Linked DNA regions of Triticum aestivum: region 1 is linked to region 2. A link is a contact called in public Hi-C data. All regions are on one chromosome and are shown on one strand. The core of a region is the stretch at or near the end of the contact, and the rest is flanking DNA. Distances in the headings are between cores, read along the strand shown.

What was found. Hi-C and Micro-C count contacts between places; a contact is called where the count stands out from the background.
Region 1: a Hi-C map of an unstated tissue shows a contact between it and region 2, with 4 times the contacts expected there. The contact joins the promoter of LOC123069162 here to the promoter of LOC123069161 in region 2. A contact is called at or near these places in 3 of 5 Hi-C or Micro-C datasets (leaf and an unstated tissue) and 1 of 1 datasets of contacts at active chromatin or transcription factors (leaf).

Annotation. Positions count from the first base shown.
Region 1 is chr3B:160,222,325-160,227,693 of IWGSC CS RefSeq v2.1, reverse strand. It overlaps LOC123069162 (protein IWS1 homolog A), which reads left to right and starts at 1,475. Exons shown (of 9, transcript XM_044491943.1): 1 at 1,475-1,722; 2 at 2,661-2,716; 3 at 2,800-2,924; 4 at 3,228-3,387; 5 at 3,946-4,107; 6 at 4,144-4,358; 7 at 4,487-4,978. The coding sequence starts at 1,654.
Region 2 is chr3B:160,043,659-160,049,283 of IWGSC CS RefSeq v2.1, reverse strand. It overlaps LOC123069161, which reads left to right and starts at 4,307. Exons shown (of 2, transcript XM_044491941.1): 1 at 4,307-4,690.

The DNA.
Region 1 (5,369 bases), core at 226-2,725, 180 kb before region 2:
TTTGGGAAACCAAAGCTTCAAGTGGTATTTTATGTCTTCAATGACATCAGCATACGCCGAAGAATCGGCCTTTTGCAATTCCAAAGCATCCGCCACCAGTTGGGAGTCCGTCTCCAACTCCATCCGGACGATACCCAGATCTGCCGCAATGTGCACTGCATGCGCCATAGCTATGATTTCCGCGGCAAAAGCGTCTGTGATATGCTCCTGTCTCCAGCTCGAGCATAGGCCAAATTGCCATCCTTCATTCTAACAGCCACCCCCCAGCCTGAATGGTTCCGACTAGGGACGAGGGATCCGTCCACATTGATTTTGTACTCGGCGTGCATTGGTGGCCTCCATCTACCAGGAGCTGGTTTGTCCGGCTGCTCCCCGAAGATGTCAAGGAACTCCAGCACACTACTCCTCGTGCGGCGGGGTCACTGTATCTGCAGACCAGCACCTCTCACCCTGCCTCAATTTATTTCGGTTTGACCACCAGAGCCACCAGAAGGTTAGAACATGTAGCCGTTTTTTTACATCGAGGCCCCAAAGAAAATCTAGCACTGCATGCACGGGCCCGATGGGTTCCAGCTTAACTCGTTCTTCCTCCGTCTCCAGCATTCTCCAGACCTCCTTCACATTCTTGCATTTGATGAACAGGTGGGCGCCATCCTCATCAGCTCGACCACAAAACAGGCACTTAGTATCGGTGATCCGGATCCCCTTCCTTGCCACATTGGTTCGGAAAGCAAGGGAATCGTGCTTGAGGCGCCAGGTAAACATTTGAATGTTGGGAGGGCACGACAGTTTCCATAGTCTTTTCCAGGAGTCATCACTAGCACTGTCCAGGTTGCCAGCCACATGTGAGCTGCCTCCCAGCCCTCCATCTTGCTTCATACGTTCAAGTTGGACTTGGAGCTTATAGGCGCTCTTGACGGAGTGGATCCCCTTGGTGTCATATTGCCATGCAATGAAGTCCCGGGTACCTTCCCTTAGCGGGATTTGGAAAATGTGCTTGACATCGTCGGGCCAAAAAGTATCATGCACAAGCTGCCCGTCCCAGTTTTCAGTGCTTGGATCAATGAGGTCACTCACCTTTTCCAGCAAGTTAGGCCCTCGGGGGGTGATCACCCCCCGCGACCATGGACGTGGCAACCATGAATCTGACCAAATGCTGACTTGTGTGCCATCCCCGATCCTCCAAATATAGCCCTCCTTGAACAACTGCAAGCCGTGCAATAAACTTCTCCACGAATATGAGATACCATCACGGGGTGTTGCCTCCAGTAGGTTGCCATCTGGGAAATAGCGGACCTGCAAGATACAAGCACATAGCGACTCCGGGCACTGTAACAGGCGCCAAATATGCCCTTACTTTGATCATGCCAAAATTTTGGTTGAGCAAGTTGGGGCCAAACAACCCCTAAAAAAAACGCTCGAACTCGAGCGGGTTTTCTTTCGGCAAGTGAACTGCGCGCCGTCGTACTGCCCATTGGACCCTCACCCGGGCACGGGCCGCGCCAACAAAACAGGGGAGGCGGGAAAACCGCCCCTCAGCCCCAATCCAATCCCGCGCCACACTCCCCCTTCGTCTTCCCCCGCCGCTCCCCAATTCGAAACCCTAGCCAGGGTTCCAAAGCCTTCCGGATCGGGAGCGGAGGCCACCGGACGATGGCCGACGGCGCGCTGCTCGACCTGCTGCCCCAGATCCACGCCCTCTTCTCCGACCAGCTCCGCGTGGTAACTATCGGACCACCCCCCTCCCCCCCTCCCCTCCCCTCCCCTCCCCTGTCTGATGGCTCAGTCGCCGCTATGACGATTCGCCCGTTCGATCTCGCTCCGTCTTGCTGTCTGCGCGGGGTTTCTCCGGGCGGAGGAGCAGGGGAGACGCGAGTTCTTGGATTCCGCTGGTTGTATTGTTCTTGTTGTCCCGTGCTGGTACGGATGATTTGAGTTAGGGTTGCGAATCGTGTGAGGTGTCCCTTCTGGTGACTTCGATGCCGATAAAATGGTCTAGTGGCTACTTCTGGGTCAACGTATGATTATTTGGGGAGTTTTAGAAAGAAAAGGAAACAGACAAATATTATTTGTGGTGATAAGCCGTGCATTTTATTATCTTTTTATGATTAAAATGTTCCCTTTTCTATCCCTGCACAATTTCTGCATGGATCTAGAAATAAGCCTGGATTCCTTTGATGACTACCTAGGTTAGTGTCTCATTCCACGCCAACGTTTGTATATGTGGATAAATTTCAAAGAAAAGAAACGAAAATATTCTATTGTGTGGTAATTTATGGTGCGTTTGTGCTAGTTAGGTTCATTTTTCTTTTCAACTGATGCACAATTTCTGTATCGATTCTACAAACAAGGCTAGATACTGTTCTCTAGACGACTAGCTAAAATTACTATAGTCCTCTCTGGGTTGTGGGGAGGGTTAACCTCGTTGCTGTGCTCAGTTTACAACTGGCAAAATTATTTCAGCATGAGTTCATTCAGATTTCAGGGTGATTAAACAACAGTGTGCCACTCAAGCTCCAGACGATTATTCATTCTTTTGTCTTCTCACTTAAGATTTTTTTCACGTACTCCCTCTGTAAAGAAATATAAGAGCGTTTAGACCACTATTGTTGCCTTGTTCAGTCCGTCCTGATTGTTTACAACATGGCTACTTCTAACAGATTTCGTACAAATGGTTAAGCCGGAATTTTTCTGTGTCATCAAATGACGCCAAGAGGTGACAATTCACTTTCTCTTGTTATTTCCACTGCATAACTATAGCATCATTATTGCATCTGACTAGTCTCTACTGCTGTCCAGGTTGCTTCAGGAGTTTGTCAACAAACACGGGACTGATCATGAAGTTATTTACAGTGTGTCTGGGTGGTTAAAGAACAATCCCCAAAATTATTGTGTACAACTCACTTCAAGCTCTAAACTTGAAGGTAATGCGGGAAATCTTTTTTTTGAGGGGGGGGGGGGGGCACAATTCCTCAAGTTACAGCATTCTGTTTATGATTAATGTGATCATGCTTGTTGGAGTTCAGAATGAAAATAGATTATTTACCTCTCCGCACTCTTTAGTACTCCCTCCGTTCGGAATTACTCGTCCAGAAAATGAATGTATCTAGATGTATTTTAGTTGTAGATACATCCATTTTTGTGACAAGTAATTCCGAACGGAGGGAGTAATATGTTGGTTCTAAGAGTCATCCTTCCTTCTAAACAGTTTTCTTTGTATGATGCAGAAGCAAGGCGAACCTTTAAGGATTCTTGTTCAGTTCAGGTTTACAGTATCCAGGCATGTATTCCAAAAGATACTGCTGTACTTTGGAATCCTGAATTTGTGCAAGCAGAGGAGCTTTTCAACCAGCCATTTGATGAAGAAAATTGTTTGAGAGATAATAGGTATTGCTGATTTTACCCCCTTTGCTTTGCTCCCCAAACCATGTGTAGGCATACTTGCAAAGGGTTTGTAAGAGAAGACGACTAAATGTTTTTGTTGAACAATCACTTTGGGGGGGGGGGGGAGGGTTCCCACCTGAATATTTATTACTCAAATGCCCAAGGGACGAGTTACATCATATATTATAGTGAGAGGAAAGGTATAGGCGCCAAGACATGATCGCCTCCCTACTGACATGATAAAATGTTATTAGTATGGAATGTGTGAGACACAGGTGGGATATGTTAGAGAAGAACACATGGCCCCGTTCTTTTGGCTGATTTAGTTAGGATTGTAAAAATAAATACGGGTTTAAGAATCTGGTAGAATCTAGGGGGAGATCCAATTCTCAACATCTGGGAGAATCAGCCAAAAGAACTGGGCCTATATATTAAATAGTACTTTCTGGATCACATTTTGTGTTTTTAAGCATTTCAATATTTTTTCTCAATATGTATAAGAAAAGCATGTCAATATTATATGATACCTTTCCCTCACCGGGGTTCTGAATTCTTGCACAGGTTTTGTGGTGTAAGGAATTCTTTTGTCAAGCGAACTACCACAGGAAAGCATGTGAGCTCAATGCCCCCAAAGCCTACAAATAGTGTTGTAGCACCTGCAGTGCCAAAACCTAGTAGTGCTCCAAAAGGGCAATCTTCTATGGTTCGACAGCAAGATCTACCTGAACCATCCGATCAAGTGAAAGAAACAGGCATTAAAGCTGAGAAGGATAATGCCCCGGTCTTGGATAAAACTGTTAATGCTCCGTCTGTCAAAGAGCCATCAGTTGGTGTGCATGCAAATAAAACCAAAGCTCAGAACGGGAAGTCCCTACCCAGTAATGGTGCATCCCTGGCTACAATGTGGGGCCGTGCATCTGCAAAACCCAAGGCTCCAGCTGTCACTAAAGCTAAAGATCTACCAAGTGTAGCTGGTATTTTCTCACTAAATCTCATGTTTTAATCCATGTTGCTTTACTTTCTTGCACTTTGATCTCAAGTACATATATCAATTCTGTATATAAAGTTGCTGATGAAATTGACATGCTGTAAATACTTCCAGTTACAGCTGATGCACAGATATGTGCAAAAGAAGAAGCAGATGCTGATAGTAGCGATGATGAAAAAAGTGCACACTACAAGCGGGCCTCTAATGGTGGAAGTAACAGAAAGAGAAGAGCGATCTTTGATTGTTCAGATGATGATGACGACGACGATTTTGTAGCCATTGCATCTCCAGAGCCACCAAAACAGCATGCCAGAAATCCTGTCACTGAAGCTGCACAAGACAATATATCAGAACAGAAGAAAGTGGAAAGCAAACAGGATACAGTCAGCGACGTGAAAAGCTTCAAAAAAGGGACCGATTCTGAGTTTACCTCTGAATGTAAAACTGGAAGTGACAATGGCAACGGTTCTGGGATCACCTTAAAAGAAAAGGCCAATGATCCACCAATTGATGGAAATAAGAAGGATCATGCTGCTGAGACAGCTTCCACCTCGCCTAAAAGAAGGAAGGTCTTAAAGACACGTATAGATGAGCGGGGGAGAGAAGGTAGAGTTAAACTCTATCCCATGAAACATGTCATGCTTATATCATTTGGGCATGCTACCATATTGCTCTGTCATGCTTATATCATTCACTTAGTCTCACTTGCTCCTAAATAAGCAAAAACTAGAAATGTCTTGAAAACCTAAATACCCCTTACTGCAATTGTACTGCGTACTCTATTTTTTTTGTAAACAACTGCATGCTACTTGTTGACAACATATTGCGGAATATGTATACATTTTGTGTAAGCAACTTGTCTTATTTATGAACGTAAAAATAATTTGTCTTATTTGTAGTCAATAGTCTTTTTTAGCTAAAGTATAAGATTGTGCATCTAATATTGTTTTCCTGTATTTGTTGTTTTGAATGCGTATGTGAGAAGTCTACAAATTTA
Region 2 (5,625 bases), core at 3,058-5,557:
GACAAATACCAAGTGGTCGGCTTCGACCTCGAGTTCACCAGCGGTCGAGCCAGGCAGGACCAGAGGGTTGCCGTCACCCAGTTGTGCGTGCGACATGACGTCCTCGTCTACCACTACCACCTAGCCACAAGACCTAGCGAGCATTTCTCCAGGTTTATCAATAAACCCGACTACAGTTTCGCTACTGTGGACACCACCAACGATCTAAAAGCACTCAAGGTTCCAGACTTGAAATGCTAGAATCTTGTCAACATCCAGGACCACTACAAGGTCTGGGGCAGCGACGACAACAAACAGAACTCCCTGGTTGACCTCGCCTCGGCCATCATCGACACCTACTATATGAAGATGAAGGATGAGAGCAAGGAGGACAAGAATGCCTTGCACAATGTCTGGCATCAGAGACTGGATGAACAACACGTCAAGTACGTGGCCAAGGACGCGTACACAAGCTACGAGATGTACATGCAGATCGTTGACATGAGGAAGTGTCTTCTTCCTGCCCCAGACGAGGGATCGAGCCACAGAGCAGTGGCGGGAGCGTCACAAGAAGTAGATGACTAGACGATCATTTCTCCTAGTTTAGAATGCATGCAATTGTTTGTTGAGGTGTGTGTGAATGATCTGTATAGTCATTTGTGTAATTGGATGTTTATTTCAGTTATATATATGTTATTCTTCTGTAGATAGAACAAACCACATGACTTATTAGTAGCAATCTTCAGTGTTATTATTTGTGTTCGTACCCATTTTTTATTACGGACCTGTTTGTCGCGTATCACACACATCTTGTTCAGTTGAACTGTTTCTATTGTCTTGGCTCATCACAAACAGTTCGTCCGAGTGAACTGTATGCCTTCCATCGCACACACCTTGATCTGGCTGACCGTTTCTATTGTGTTGCCTAATGACACACAATTCATCCTAGTGAACTATATTGTCGTATATCGCACACCCCCTCATCTGTCTGCCCGTTTCTATTGTTCTGCCTCATCGCAAACAACTCTTCTGGATTAACGGTTCGCCACGCATCGCACACACAACTCTAATCTGAACCGTGTTTGATGTCACCGCCATCGCAAACGTTTTGTATCCTTTTTGACGGTTTTATTACATCACCATTTGTGATTAATGCATCGCACATAGTTTCGTTGAAGGGTCTCTGATTGGACTGTCGCGTTTGGACCAACATGCAGTACTGTTGGGGAGTCTCATCTTATATCATCTCAATCAAGCCATCTTATGTTTACCCATCTCCACCCTACCAGTATTTCCATATTGCACGCACTAGGTCATCACGAACTAAAGGAGTTGGTAGGCGGAATACACTCATTGGATGGGAGGGGATGGCTTGGGCCACCGGCTTAATTAGGATCTTCTTATTACAGAAGACATGCACAGTTCACTTATATCAACAAGTCGCTTGCTCAGCATCGCATGTAAGTTTTGAAATCTTCCTTTATGCATCCTCCCATCCTACACCGGGAGACCCGAGTATTTAGGTTAGAAAAATTCTCACACCGGCTCTAAAATATTTTTGATCTCCATGGAATAGCCGACAAATACTTTTCGTAAAACAAAGATAAACACTTTGAAGGGTTTATGAGTTGTCACATTGATGCATTACAAGTGTTCAACAAACCTCTTACCAACCTGCCTGCTGTTCAGAAGCTCGGAATAATAATGAGTCATCCGCAAATAGGTGATGTGAAATAGATGGTGCTCTTCGACAGACTTTTACCCCTACAAGGCCCCCTCCACCATAGACTTGTTGATCAACCCAGAGAAGGCGTCATCTAAAAAGGGAAATAAAAACAGGAACAAAGGGTCACCTTGGTGCATGTCTCACAAAAGGGTGAAGGAATTTAACGATTTTTGATTGAAATTTACTTAGTATTTACCGAAGAAACACAAGCCATAATACGTGAAATCCATGCCCGAGAGAAACCCCATTTAAGTAGGGACTTCTTAAGAAAATCCCAATTGACACGATCATAGGATTTTGACAGATCAAGCTTGCAAGCACATAACGAGAGAGCCTCCACTCTCGGCATTGGTATAAGATCTATGCACTCAAAGGCTATGATAGAATTATCGGAGATCAACCGTCCAGGGATGAAAGCACTTTGATTCTTTCTAACAAAGTGCATAAGGCATGGCCGAAGCCCATCCACCAGACATTTAGAAACAATTTTATATGACATTCTTGACGCTATTCATTCCGAAATCCTCTAGGTGCTTTGGGTGGGGTACCTTTGGGATTAGGCCGATCACTACACCAGTAACCCCCTCTCGCATCATACCCTTCTCAAATAACTCCAAACGGCGACACTAATTTCTTTTTTGAGCACCGCCCGGTTCGTTTGATAAAAATATCGGTAAATCATTTGTTTTTGGGCCTTGAGAGGGCCAATTTAGAAAAGGGCGTCAGGGACCTCCTTCTCAGAATAGGCTGCACATAAAGCTTCATTCGACGGGAGATGCACCACCACCGTTGTTCCAGTTATTTGACTCGAATTTAGCGCGTGACCTATTCTGAGGATTCGCTTACAACCAGTCCCTTAACTTCATGTTTTTCCCCTCATGAACACTGGTACCTCACTCCTTGTAATAATCTCCAAGAAGTCTTTACACTTTAGAGAATGTGGGAAGTATTTCAAATCTAACAAAAAAAAACTTGGCGTTCTTTGCCTCGGACCACAATGAGCAACTTGGTCATCGATTCTCTCACGTCATGGTGAACACGGATTCTTAACGTAGTCATGTCTTGTGTTGCGTTCAAATTCATCTCAACGATCTTCCCAACAATCTTTAACACCATTTCAACTAGCTTGTTGTTGCAGTAACTCTCACGAAGCTTATGAATTTGTACCCGGGTCGACATGTACACAATACACACGTCCTCAACCATGCCTAACCCGTCAAGCCTAACAGCACAACCCAATTCCAAAATAACCAAGGTCTTTGCTCCATCCCAGTCGACGAGGCAAGAAGCCTAGATGATGAACAGGTTGGCAACGACTGATCAAAAGCGGACCTCTTGCGCAGGGTTCCACGCTGCACACACATCCTGGCAGAAAGCACCTTGGCTGAAGGGTTTGTCTGTATGAACCCTAGCGAGGACTAGCCACTACGTGGTCTCTTTCCGGCCGGATCTTCGTCGCCAATATCAGCATCATCAAAAACTTCATTGTTCAATTCCTCCTGACCGGAGAATTCTCCCAAATCAACTTTTGCAGCACTTCTTGCGCTATCGCTTATCACGGATTGAGCATCCGACGGCGACGTCATCCGTCTAGGGCAGGGCAGAGCTAGCACTATGGGAATGGGATCAAGTGCCCCAAATGGATTTATGTTAAAGCTTTACCGAAATCGATGGTAATCAAAGTGTATCTGGGGTTGAACACATGCAATATATGAAGATGACCCCATTGAAAACTTTACCTGGCTTCGCCCCTGGTCTAGGGCTTGGGAAGCAGTAACAATCCCTTGACGGGGAACCCTCGACCCAGAGTCGGAGTCATGAGGACAAGGACTCCATGTTGCTCGACGAAGCAAGAGAAAACCTAGCCGCGGGCAGCCAAGGACGGGGAAAACTCAATGACGACGCAGTTGCGTGAGAGTAGAGAAACCCTAGCTGCTCTGTAGGGAGGATAGGTGGGACTAGCAGTTAATTAATCATGATAGATTATGGATTCTCATATAGCTCTACCGTTATAAAACATGATGAAAGCCCTGTATTGAGGTTAGCAGAGAGAGATGCACTCATCCAGAAAAATGAAGGGCTCAACAACTATGGTCCAAATTGTCCGTTTGGTCTAGTACCCAACATGCATGGTCGTTTGATTAGTCGATGCTTGTGTCCGAAGCAAATCAGTAGCAGTAGAATATAGGAGTATTTCTTCATTTGAATAAACACCATGTGTTGATGCAGGGAACAGCACCACACCAGTGACCAGACGACACCTACATTTCATCGTCTCCCAAGCGACACATCATAGAAGCTGTCCTGCAGTTCATGCAATCAGTGACGAATCAGATATACTCCTACTTCAGCACATAATAGTATAATTTAGATTCGAATTATCCTTGATCCGGTGGCGAATCACATCCGGCAGCAGCGAAGAGGAGCAACAAACAAAATCGCGCTGAACCGCACCGCAATTTTGATCCGACCTTCCTAGCTCCTACCTCACCGCCGACCTGCCACGTGTCGCGCGCGCCGGGCCGGGCGGGAGGGCATTACGGGCAAAGCACCTGCGCGCATTGAATCCGAATAAATACGCCCCAGGTGATCAATGACGGGGTTTGGAAGGAAATCCTACCACTCCAGTTTTTCTCTTATCGTCGCCTCCCAATCCCAACACAATAGCGCGTCGTCGTCTCCCTGCCCGGTGCCGCCCGTGCCCCTCCATCCCGTGGCCTCTGCCCCGGACGAGACGAGGCGGCGACAGGTCGGTGTCGTGGGGGACGAGCACGAGCACGAGCTTGCCTGCGCCGACCACGACTTCACGAGTTTCCTGACTGCCAGCCCCTTGTTTGAGTCCGAGACAAGAGACCGAGGGAACCGGGGAGGAAGAAGGGGTGCGGCGTGCGGGGAGGGGCGAGTGGTTCGCAAGATTGGTTCCTCTTTTCTCACCAACGGGAGATAATCTGCGCCTCCGTCGCCCGCTTGCTTCATCGTCATCTGGTGAGTTCTCTTCCCTTCCTCTACGATTCAATCAATCGCGTGGTTCCTCCGCTGCCGTTTCTTCTAGGAGTAGTAGCAAAGATCATTTTGGTCTCGAAAAACTTAACATAGGTTTCCCAGTCTCGAATTCGTCAGGTGCTTATCAATTGTTTTTTGTTTTGTCCTGGCATGATATGCGAGGTCATCTTCTTTGTTTGAAATTTTTTGTGCGAGGGGGAAGAAATTTGGCCTTTGGGCCAAGGAAAAACCAAAAACAGCGCAGCGCTCCTTGTAGTTTTCCTCCCCACTAGTTTACTAGTACTAGTCCTACAAGTGTGTTTGCTGACGCGCCCCATGTTAATTTTTTCTGGCAAAAACACGTGGTTGATTTCTGAAGTACGAAGAGGATAGCGACGTTCCTAAGCTCGTAGTACCGCAAAAGTCCCCGTGACAAATCAACCACACGCACGCCATTGCCCACCGGAGCAAAACTCTCGGCGGACGAGACAGACCGCGCCAAAAAATCACCAGCCGTCCATCAGGAACGCAGCGTTCAACCCCGTCGCGTCGTAATTTAGCGCGCTTTGAATGCGCTCGTAAATGGGTGCTAGGGCGTGAGATAGACCTTTTCTTTTGTGAGTGCACGATTGGTCCTTGCATTCTGCGCACTGTCCACCACGTCTACGGCCACGCACACGGGCCGGGCCGGTGGACCACGGCGCACACCGACCTTTGTCTCCTGCCGTAGAGCGTGAGCTAAGTACTTGTCCAGTACGAGTATTAGCTACGCTGTTGTTGACTTCAGCGGCTCTACTGTACACTACTACCGCTGTTCATGCGTGGCCCACCTGCCAGCCGCGGCGCCACCGGCCGCGGCCCACCTGCCAGCCGTGCCAGGTGATGTGATGTTACCACTCACTTACCATCATCATGAGAGATTTACCTGAGGGTCGGAC